2 separate regions of the Zea mays genome follow, and region 1 is linked to region 2. Evidence: chromatin contacts called from public Hi-C data. All regions are on one chromosome and are shown on one strand. The core of a region is the stretch at or near the end of the contact, and the rest is flanking DNA. Distances in the headings are between cores, read along the strand shown.

Evidence for each region. Hi-C and Micro-C count contacts between places; a contact is called where the count stands out from the background.
Region 1: a Hi-C map of ear shows a contact between it and region 2, with 3 times the contacts expected there. The contact joins the promoter of LOC103641936 here to the promoter of LOC100217173 in region 2. A contact is called at or near these places in 5 of 25 Hi-C or Micro-C datasets (ear, endosperm, leaf and 2 more).

Annotation. Positions count from the first base shown.
Region 1 is chr10:137,945,868-137,951,144 of Zm-B73-REFERENCE-NAM-5.0, forward strand. LOC103641936 (probable purine permease 11) reads left to right here and starts at 2,738. Exons shown (of 2, transcript XM_008665237.4): 1 at 2,738-3,118; 2 at 3,209-4,565. The coding sequence starts at 3,082. The coding sequence ends at 4,365. It overlaps LOC103641935 (probable purine permease 11), which reads left to right. Exons shown (of 2, transcript XM_008665236.2): 2 at 1-881. The coding sequence ends at 622.
Region 2 is chr10:137,777,596-137,782,947 of Zm-B73-REFERENCE-NAM-5.0, forward strand. LOC100217173 reads left to right here and starts at 2,199. Exons shown (of 1, transcript NM_001362653.1): 1 at 2,199-3,525. The coding sequence starts at 2,248. The coding sequence ends at 3,366. It overlaps LOC100275350, which reads left to right. Exons shown (of 5, transcript NM_001151968.2): 4 at 26-122; 5 at 570-980. The coding sequence ends at 589.

The DNA of each region.
Region 1 (5,277 bases), core at 1,488-3,987, 170 kb after region 2:
CGTCCTCAACTCTCAGAAGCTCACCGGTTTGATCATGAACTCCGTGGTGCTGCTTACCTTGGCTGCTCTACTCCTTGGAGTCAACCATGAATCTCATGGACCTACCGGTGTCTCAGGAGGGAAGTATGTGCTGGGTTTCCTGTTGACACTGGGGGCATCAGGCACCTACTCACTCATCCTTTCCCTCATGCAACTTGCGTTCGAGAATGTGATAAAGGAACATACCTTCTCAGGAGTTCTGAACATGCAGATATATACCGCACTTGTGGCAACTTTTGCTTCTCTCGTTGGGCTATTTGCGAGTGGAGAATGGAAGGATTTAAAGGAGGAGATGGATGGTTTCCAGTCAGGACAGTTCTCCTACATGATGACACTGGTGTGGGCATCCGTGTCTTGGCAGCTCGCTTCTGTCGGAGTTGTGGGCTTGGTTTTTGAGGTATCGGCGTTGTTCTCGAATGTGGTCAGCACGTTTGCTCTACCAATTGTCCCTCTTTTTGGTGTGATGGCCTTTCATGACAAGATGAATGGAGTCAAGGTCATAGCTATGCTGATATCGATATGGGGTTTTGGCTCGTATCTCTGTCAAAACTATCTCGATGCTAAGAAAGCTGGAAGTGCATAGGGGGATTCCTAGTGTCTACAATTTTCTTGTGATAGATTGCTCTTTATCGGTTTAGTTTGTTTCTTGCGAGATGATAAGTGTTTATTACTTATGTTAATTTAAGTATGTTTGTGAAAGTGCTTTCAGCTGTGTTTGTTAGGTGGTGTGAGTCGTACCATTCAGGTCCTAAGTTTGACTAGTAATTATAGGTCTTGGTTTTTTTACTGCATATGCGGCATATTTGTAATGGTGTGGGACATGGAATAAACATAATATGTCTGATTGGTATCCTAAGCACGTCCATCCAGAGCGTGTGCGTTGACCAAGAGATACCCATTGTTTGATTAACTGCGTAAAGCGAGACTGAGTCTGCACCCACAGATACAGCTTAGGACAAAAACATATATCTTCTAGCTGCATGCGTGGATACTCCAGTAAATACCATTTTCCACCGGCCATGCTTGCCCAAGCCAGACTCCGCTCGCTCACGTAACCAATCAACCAGAATATGTATATTTAGAGGTGAAATTTTGTATAGCTCTTTTGTTGACGTTGCAATTCATTATTATTGGTATACTCCCTTATCGATCTGTTGTCCCTTTTTTAAAATTTTGTTCTTCAGTGTGTTAGTGGTGGTTATCATACCAAACTGAGTTCCTAAATAAACTGTCAATGTTTTAAAATTTTAACCAGATATTTGTCAGCCACCGAGTATTTTCATGACCGGAAGTCGAATCTATTTTCTTACAAAAACAGGGTGTATGAAGTGTGGAACTCATCAGCTCGATGTGTTTGAATCCGTGCCCTTTTATTAAAAAGACGTCGATCGCTAATTTTTTTAGCAATGACACTTACAATAACTATTTTTATAAATCGCTAAACGTCTTTAGTGACCGTTTATAGGTTACATCTTTAATAACTAACGGTAAGTCTCTGCAAGTCTACCGTCATGAGCGATACAAAATCATAAAGTGCATAAAAACATTATACATTACAAATGTGCAACCTTTGTGTCGCATACCAACGACAATATGTTTTTTTGGATTCAAACTTGTGATCTCAATGTTCACGTTTCTTCGCGTGCACATACCAACTGGTCTACGCGACACATACGACTGCAATTGAGGCTATTTTGTTAACTACATATTTTCTAATCATTGTATATTTGATATTCAAAACAATCTTGAATGAAAAGGTTATTAACAACAAAGTTGTAGATCTTGTTGAGTAGTACAACTTTGATGTTGACATTGTCTCCATTCCATGTTGCTAATCATGTTAAGTCTGGTCCAAGCAATCATATTAAGTATTTAGACTCGTAAACCATTTCAAATTTAGAAGTTATCGACTATAGAATTTTAGATATCTTTAACTCAATAATTTTTATATAAAATTTATTTTCATCTAATCTCACATGAAAAATAACATATACTTTTTTAAATGCAAAATAGTTATCACTATTGATTGAAGCCACAAACCAACAATAATATGTGAATTATCGCTGTTGTTTTGTAACTTGAACCGCCAGCGATAGCACTATGTCTGTCATTGCTAGTCTAAGATATTGATAGTCCACCGGTTGTGCTATTATTGTCGGTAGAGCCAATAACCGACAATAATACTTTATCACTACCAGTTCTGAAGTATTTTTAGACTTTACCATCCTCCCATGCGCATTCTAAAAGAAAAAAAACGGAACTTTCCCTGTCCACATTATCGCCTCTTCACTAGCAAGGTTTAGAAAAAAATTCTGCAGCTGGCTAGAGAAGCGGTTCTGTAGTCTGCTTCGGATTTAGTCACATGTCCATCTACTAATTATCTGTTTTCTTTTTTATATGCTTTGATCGTGCTGGTGAGAAAGAAATAACCACACAACCTTTGCCAATTAATTAATTAATATTGTTACTGCATAATAAATACTTATACGAAACTAATGTAACTGGAACGAGTCAATTTAGAATTAAAACGAAGTTAAAACGAAGGAGTTACGATACGAAACTAACGCACAAGGGACACGTACTCCCACCTTATCTAGTTGCAGTTGCAGCTCAATAATTGGAAAGCCACACAGTCGACAGGCCGCACTGATAAGTTTGCTTCCGTCTGGATATTCGCATGCGATCGACGTCATTCTCCCTTCTCCTTCGGAATCTTTTGCAGACATCGTTGAATTTTACTTTCTTTTGTGAGCTAGAGGACACTGAACCATGTGAAATGAAATACGGAGTATCTGTCATCTAGTCTCGCAGCTCATGAATGAGTGATGGAAATGTCGACAGCAAATTTTGACTCTTGCGCCACGTGCTGTCTATTCTAAATATCGAGTTCTTGCCGATCCATTTATCGAGGAATTCACACGGGAGAAGAACCAGTAGGCACGTAAGATCAGTTCGTTTATAGGCAGGACGGCGACGGTTGCCTGTCCTTTTGTAGTTTCAGTATTTGCAGCATACACATCTTGGTTGCAATTGCAATCCAAGATGGGTGACGCTGGTGAGATTCAGCTGCAAATCGCAGGTCTGTTTTTTAGTATTACCAGATACTGCAATGAATTAGCGAGACAGCAGTGTCATGTCAAACAGCTGAAATTATGGAGCGGGCATGCAGGGATCCGATGCCAAGAAGCCGGAGACGATCATGGACAGAGAGCAGAGAGCGGTGGAGCATGCCCTGGCCCTGCAACGGAGGCGCCGCGGCCGCCGCTGTCGAAACGGCTCGCGTGGTGGGCGGTGGTCCTTATCAACGTCGTGTTCATCCTCGGCGGACAGAGCGTGGCCACGCTCCTCGGCAGGATCTACTACGACCAGGGTGGCAACAGCCTGTGGATGCAGACGGTGGTGCAGTCCTGCGGCACACCGCTCGCCATCCCGCTGCTCCTCTACTTCCGGTTCCGGGTCAGGCCGACGTCCTCCTCCGCCGTGGCGGCTAGCCGGCCGCCACTCGTCAAGCTCGCCGCCATCTACGCCGGCCTGGGCGTCCTCCTCGCCGCCGACAACCTCATGTACTCGTACGGCCTCCTGTACCTGCCCATGTCAACATATTCCATCATCTGCGCGAGCCAGGTCTCGTTCAACGCCGTCTTCGCCTACTTCCTGAACAAGGAGAAGTTCCGGGCGCTCGTCCTCAACTCCGTCGTGCTGCTGACGTTCTCAGCCGCGCTCGTCGGCGTGAACCACGGCTCGGACGAGACCGGAAGCAGCATCCCGAAGGGGAAGTTCCCGGCGGGGTTCGCGCTCACGCTGTCGGCGTCGGCGCTCTTCTCCCTGATCCTGTCCCTGACGCAGCTGACCTTCGACGAGGTGCTGAAGAGCGACGCGCTCCACACCGTGCTGGAGATGCAGTTCTGGAGCAACACCGCGGCGGCGTGCGTGTCTGTGGCCGGGCTCTTCGCCTCCGGGGAGTGGCGCACCATCGCCGGGGAGATGGAGGCGTACAAGAAGGGGGAGGTGGCGTACGCGATGACGCTGGCGTCGACGGCCGTCTCGTGGCAGCTGTGCACGATGGGCCTCATGGGGCTGGTCGCGGCGGTGTCATCATTGTTCACCAACGTGATCAGCACGGTGGGCACGCCGCTGTCGCCGGTCCTCGCCGTGATCTTCCTCGGCGACCGGATGGACGGGGTGAAGCTCATGGCCATGCTCATAGCAGTGTGGGGGCTCCTGTCCTACGTGTATCAGCACTACCTCGACGACCGTGCCAAGGCTAAGAGGATAACCGAGAAATCTGACGAACAATACCAAGCTGCAAAAATCTCCGTAGAATAGTGCTTGTTTTTTTTTCTGCCACTGTCACATCGCAAAACTACTTTAATTGCTCTACGGAAGTCCCTGCCGATGCCAGTGGAAAATACTAAGTTTAGTTCAGTTCTTTGTTGACAGAAGTATAGTACTAGTTCTCCGCTACTTGCGTGTCAAGGTCACCAAACCCTTCCATAAATCCGGCTAACCGGCCTATTAATCCGTAATCCGTTCCGACAGGTTTGACCGTATCACTGGTTTATCCATTTGAATTTAGGATATTTTATAAATTTTATATCAATTTTCCTATAAATACTATGGATTGTTTTTAGACTTTCCACTGAGACTAATTTTGAAAACACGCTAGAGATTTCAAACTAAAAATCAAACAAGTTTCGAAAAAATAAAAATTGGTCAATTTTATTGATTAGCCGCCCCTGCTAGCCGATTAATCGGTCCAAGGTAGAGATAAATCGGTGGCCTCTAGTAGTTAGGTTTTGAGGATTTTCTTCCAACTTCTAATCTTTTAACTTGTGATAACATGCAGGCCATCTTTTGTTTAAATTTGTGACCTCAATGTACTTTATTTGCCAAATGACAAGTAGTTTGGTTTCTTCACACATGATAACTATTTATCAATTCAATGACCAACTTATCGGTCTTATCGACCGATTAACAATTTTTATGCCGTTTTAATTTAAAAATTGGTTTGGATGTGAATTTGGTCGGTTTATACCGATCGATTCAATGACAAATTTATCGGTCTTATCGACCAATTAATCGGTTTCGAGCCGTTTCAATTTAAAAATTGGTTTGGATGTGAATTTCTACCGATTTATCGCGATCCGATTGGTCCCTACCGGTTTTTGGAAGGGAACCGGTTTGGTCAACCCTGCAAACTATTCACTAAATTTGGACAAAATAGTGGCGTGTTTGGAC
Region 2 (5,352 bases), core at 949-3,448:
ATCATTTGCTTTCTCTTTTCCGTAGGAAGTTTCAGGAATGTCCACTTCTCTGAAGGAGCCTCAACAGGCTGCTGCCTCACCGGCTTCCAGTGGGGAACCGTCTTCCTCTGGAACGATGAAAGGTGACAAGAATGAAATCTCCTAAGCTTCATAAATTATTATCCAACTCAGGACTTCTTCTGTTCCTTACGCACTGAGAAGATTGTAATGTTCAGAACTTCGGATGATGAGGCTTACTTGCAATATAGGAATGTAAATATGTTAGGAACATTGTTCATAGCTGTCTGCTGTTCTGCTGCTTTAGCTTCTTTCGTGACAGCCTGCTTCATGTATGAAACTTTGAATCCATTTTTATTCAGGGGGCAGTAACGTAAATGCTGCTGTATTTTTTTTTAAATGGCAGGTGAATATTGTATTCTGAATAAGTCATGTTTACTAGAATCGTTGCTGTGGCTTTGATTGGATCGGCTAGGACTACCTGTTGTCTGCAGCTAAAAATTAGATGGATGTTTGGATCTTTGGCTATACCTAACAACTGACCATGGTACCCTTGTCTTTATCCTCGACAGGAGTACAGGACTATAGATGACAACAGGTACACGAAACATTGCGGTTTTGACTACTCTCCCCTCTACTTTTGATATAGGCAGTTTGTCATGGAAGTGCATGTTGGGAAGCTGTTTTCCGTTGAAAACACCAACACCCATCAAACAAGAAAGTCTTTCTAGTTTTTTTATCGTCGGAAAGTCTTTCAAGTTTATCGGCTTGCCGGGACTTTGATGGTGAAAGAGTTGTTTGTAACCTGCCTGCGTGACAACCCATGATCCATTCGATCTTGGGCTGGCTTGTCTTAGATGTTCGCCTATCGAATGGGGCCTGGGATTGTAGCGAGGGATTGTCAACAATTCATTGGATCTTTGGAGCAGCTTAAAAAAGACGTATAACCTACAGGGTAAGCATGGAGAAATGTCCATCTAGTGAGATACTGAATAATTACTCAAAGAGGAGAATTTTATACCAGAGAAATGAAAAGGATCTAGATAGCAACATACGTCTTTGTTATGATGAATCTAGAATAGATGGTTCACATCATCAAATGTTACTTAGTATCATATGCTAAGTCTATAATCAGGACGTCGAAAGAAACCACACTAGAGACAGCCACTTCAGTAAACAACAATTCTACTAAAGTTGCTATCCACTAATCTTTCTATGGATAATGAGCATAAAAGGCTCTCACGATACTCATTGTCCTGTGAGGCAGGAACTCCTCACCAAAGCGCCGGTCCTTTACACCCCTCCCGGCTCTCCACTCCACTTAGCTAGCTATAGCCACGACGAGGGAGGTGAGACCGGACAAGCAACCAATCGAGGAACCCGACCCGTGCGCATGCTAAGTGTGCAAGCCAAGCAAGCAACCTCTTTCCGCCATTCCTTGCTTTGGATTAAAAGGCACGGACGGGGGGCCTCTTGATCTTTCGCGCGCTGATGAAACGAAAGACACCTCCGCCTTGTCCTGTGAGCTCCGTGCTCCGTACAGACTACAGAGGCATATGGATTTAGCAGACTGTCAGTCATCACTCGTCAGTTAACTCTGAAACTGGTTGGCTTGCTTTCAGAACAAGAATACTGATACTTGGCTCTCAGGTCTCAAACAGGGCTCTGACGTCCCATGTCGTACAGAACAGTTTTGATTCCTTCTATCAGTTGTCAACTACCAGTACTGCTAATCCACTGATCACTATGGTCGGTACAAAAATCAGCACCACTCTCATCTGCACGGCCTGTGTACATGTCGGTGTATCCAAGTGACTAAACGCAGAGCTAGCTAATGACGGACACCTGACCTCCCACTCGTTTCCAGAAATGCCACACGACGTGTTTTACAGAGTATACACTTGTATTACACACGGAAACAAATATTTGGTGGCATTACATCATGCATGCAGTAAGATAGATCGATTGTTCTGCGTTGCCTCCATGTACTGCAATCAACGCTCGTCGATACATATGAGTAGGAGTAGCTGTTAAGAGAGAGTAGAGATCAGTTTTACGCAATCAGCATTGTAGTTGTGCAGTTGCGGAGTGCAGGCTTGGGTTGCTTTATTACACGGCTGCTGACATCGATCCTCCGTTCCGGCAGCTGTAGGCTTTGTTTCCGAAGATCCGCGCGAATAAAAGCCGCGGCACGCCGGCACCCCATCGTCGCTGCTGTCTGTCTAGGTGGATAGGCTAGCCTCGCTCGCCATGTCCTCCTCCTCCTCCTCCTCCTTCCCGTCTATACAGCAGCCGCCCCCCGCCGGTGCAATCCGTGGCACCTCCCCCTACTCCGCGTCCACGTCCTTCCTCCCCTCGTTCACGATCATCGCATCGCTGCTCGCCTTCGTGTTCCTCGCCTCCGTCTCCATCCACCTCCTGCTCCGCTTCCTCTCCGACCGCTCCTCCTCCTCCACGTCGACGTCTCGACCTCCGCCCCCGCAGACCCACCGCGACGCGCCGGGGAGCAGGGCGGCGGACGCGTCCGTGGCGAGGCCTGCCGCTGCCGTGGCGCCAGTCGACGCGCGGGGGAAGGAGGAGGCGGCGGCGGGCGACGAGAAGCAGCGGCTGATCGACTCGCTGCCGCTGTTCACGATGGCGTCGGCGCTCGCGTCGCTCCCCGGCAGCTCGCCCGACTGCGCCGTCTGCCTGTCGCCGTTCGCGCCCGACGCCGAGCTGCGGCTGCTGCCCGCGTGCCGCCACGCGTTCCACGCCGCCTGCGTCGACGCCTGGCTGCGCACCGCGCCGTCCTGCCCGCTCTGCCGCTCCGCCGTCGCGCTCCCGCCGCACCCCTCGCGCTCCGACATGCACGCCGCCGGCGCCGCGCAGCAGCCGCCGACGCCGACGCCGAGGGCCAGGGGCCGGTCCGGACCGAGCTTCCTCGTCGAGATGGGCACCGTCAGCAACCGCGGTGGCGGGCAGAGGAACAGCCGCACCTACTCGCTCGGCTCCTTCGACTACCAGATCGACGAGGAGGTGGAAGCCGTGGTATCCCGCGTCGCGCGCATCATCGCCAGCACCGTCAAAGAGGATAAGCCGCCTTCGGTCGAGGAGGGGCCGCCGCTGTCGTTGTCGCCACCGCCTCCGCGAGAGACGGTAGGGTCCTCGCGCGGGTGGCTGCGGGAGTACGTGGACCGGCTGGCATCGTCCGCCTACACGTTCTCGGAGCGGTGGAGCTCGCGCTGGAGCCAGGGGCTGCAGAGCCAGCAACGGCAGGAAGAGCCGTGGCTATGGGACGCCGAGGCCGCGGCGATGTCGGCGGCGCCGGGGTCCGGCGATGAGGAGGAGACGGCGTTCATGGTGATGTACCGCTGGATCGCCGGGGTGTAAACGTAGTCGAGCTAGTTCAGGTCTCACCAGTGACTAGTGAGAGCGTTCATGGATATCCTCGGAGTTCGCATTTGGGAACACGTACGAGGAGACATGGATGGAATGATGGATGGATGGATGGATGGATGGAGGCGGCAAGGAAAGCGGATACGATACGAGAATGTCCTTGCATGTTGGATGGATATTGTAGTATAACTGTCCTGAAGATGTGGCCGTGTCATCCGTCTTACACTGCAGTGCGTGTGGTTTTGCCGTACAGTTCAGTATGACGGCCGGCAAGTGACAATGTGAGTGTGACTTAACCCTGCGTGTGGTCTTCATCCTCCCTTCCAGATTAATTCAAGCGAAATTGATGCCTGCACTACGGTAAAACACAAAATTTCCGACGGCCGAAACCGTCGGACATAGTTTATTTCTGACGACACCCGTTTATCTCCGACGGTAACTACTACTAAGTAAACTAAAACAATGTCACGAGTTCAACTAATAAACTACCACAATAATATATACGAAATAAATTTGTCACGAGTGCCAAATTATATAAAATAAACTTATTTTCGAGGGCATAATAAAAACCATGGGAAATTAAAAATTTAAATTATCTAAATACCACTAAGTAAACTAAAACAAATTAAATTTATTACATAATCAAATTTCGTCCGTCGGACATAACAAGCTAAACAATATTAAACATACAAAAATTTTAATACTGAAAAATACAACTAGAAAACAATATATACATTGACAAAATTATACTGAAAAAATTAAAATACTCACTTAGCGGTTCGGCGGCGGGGCGGACGCTGGCGTGGGCGGGGCTGGTCCGGCGGGGTAGGGGATGAGTCGGAGCCGTCGGCGTCGGGGCAGGTGCTGGGGCGGCGGTGGTGGGCGACGACGGTTGACGGTGTCGGACAGGGCAGGCGGTGGCGCTGGACGGCGACGGTTGACGACGGAAGGCAGGGCCACGGCGGCAGGGGGCAGCGCGGCGGCGGGCAGGGCAGGCGATAGGGGTGAGCGCGGTGAAGATGGAAATGAAACGGCGCTGCCTGACTAGCGTGTTAAAATCGCTTATCTCCGACGGTTGTACTTATATCTGACGGCTGTCAGACAAGCCGTCGGAGATAAGCCGTTATATCAGACGGCTCCCAAAGGCTCTCGGATCGACAAATATATATGTCCGACGGATATAAGGAGACCGTCGGAGATGTATGTTTTTACTGTAGTAGTGCTGAGCGCCTACATATCTTGATCTTTTGCGTGCACGATACAACAGTTCATTGCGCCTAGCAGGAGTGCATAGCGTCGCTGTTGTTGCAATCAAAGCCACGACACGGGCGTTGCTTTTGGCCGCGAGCCAACGACCATCGGCCGGCGGTCCGCTCGTATGGTTCGGTGCAACGATTCCGGCGGAGCCCCGACACATGTGATGTGCGTACTACGTACTAGATTTCACGCTTCGCAGTCGTGTTTTAGCTTACCACCAGTCTCATTTAGGTAGGCAGAGTGCACTAGTGCAGCGTCCATGCGATGATGCACAACTGTTCCGTACAAGGTCTTGTTGGTACAGGTACTGGAGCTCCAGACTACAGGTCGCTAAACACGACAAGTCCAAAACCCGGGCGTATCATCTAGACCAAAAAAAAAAAAAAACGCTCAACGTTTCGTGAATCCAACGTTTAAATAGGATCCGAATTCGTATGGTGGGGATTTCATATTAGGCTCATATATATACGTAACGTGTATCACATCATAGAATATGTAAATAATATCTTGAGATACATCATACAGCTAGCTTCATATTTATACTGCTTCAACAAGAAAAAATATATAATCAAGAAAAATAAAAAACAAACATCACATAGACGGCATCTGAACAACCTAAACATCTCAATAGTACTGGGAAAATAATCATAGAAAATGTCATGTGTACACAACACAAAATTCATATGTATCTCATCGAATATAAAAAAAGGAAAAAGTGGAACA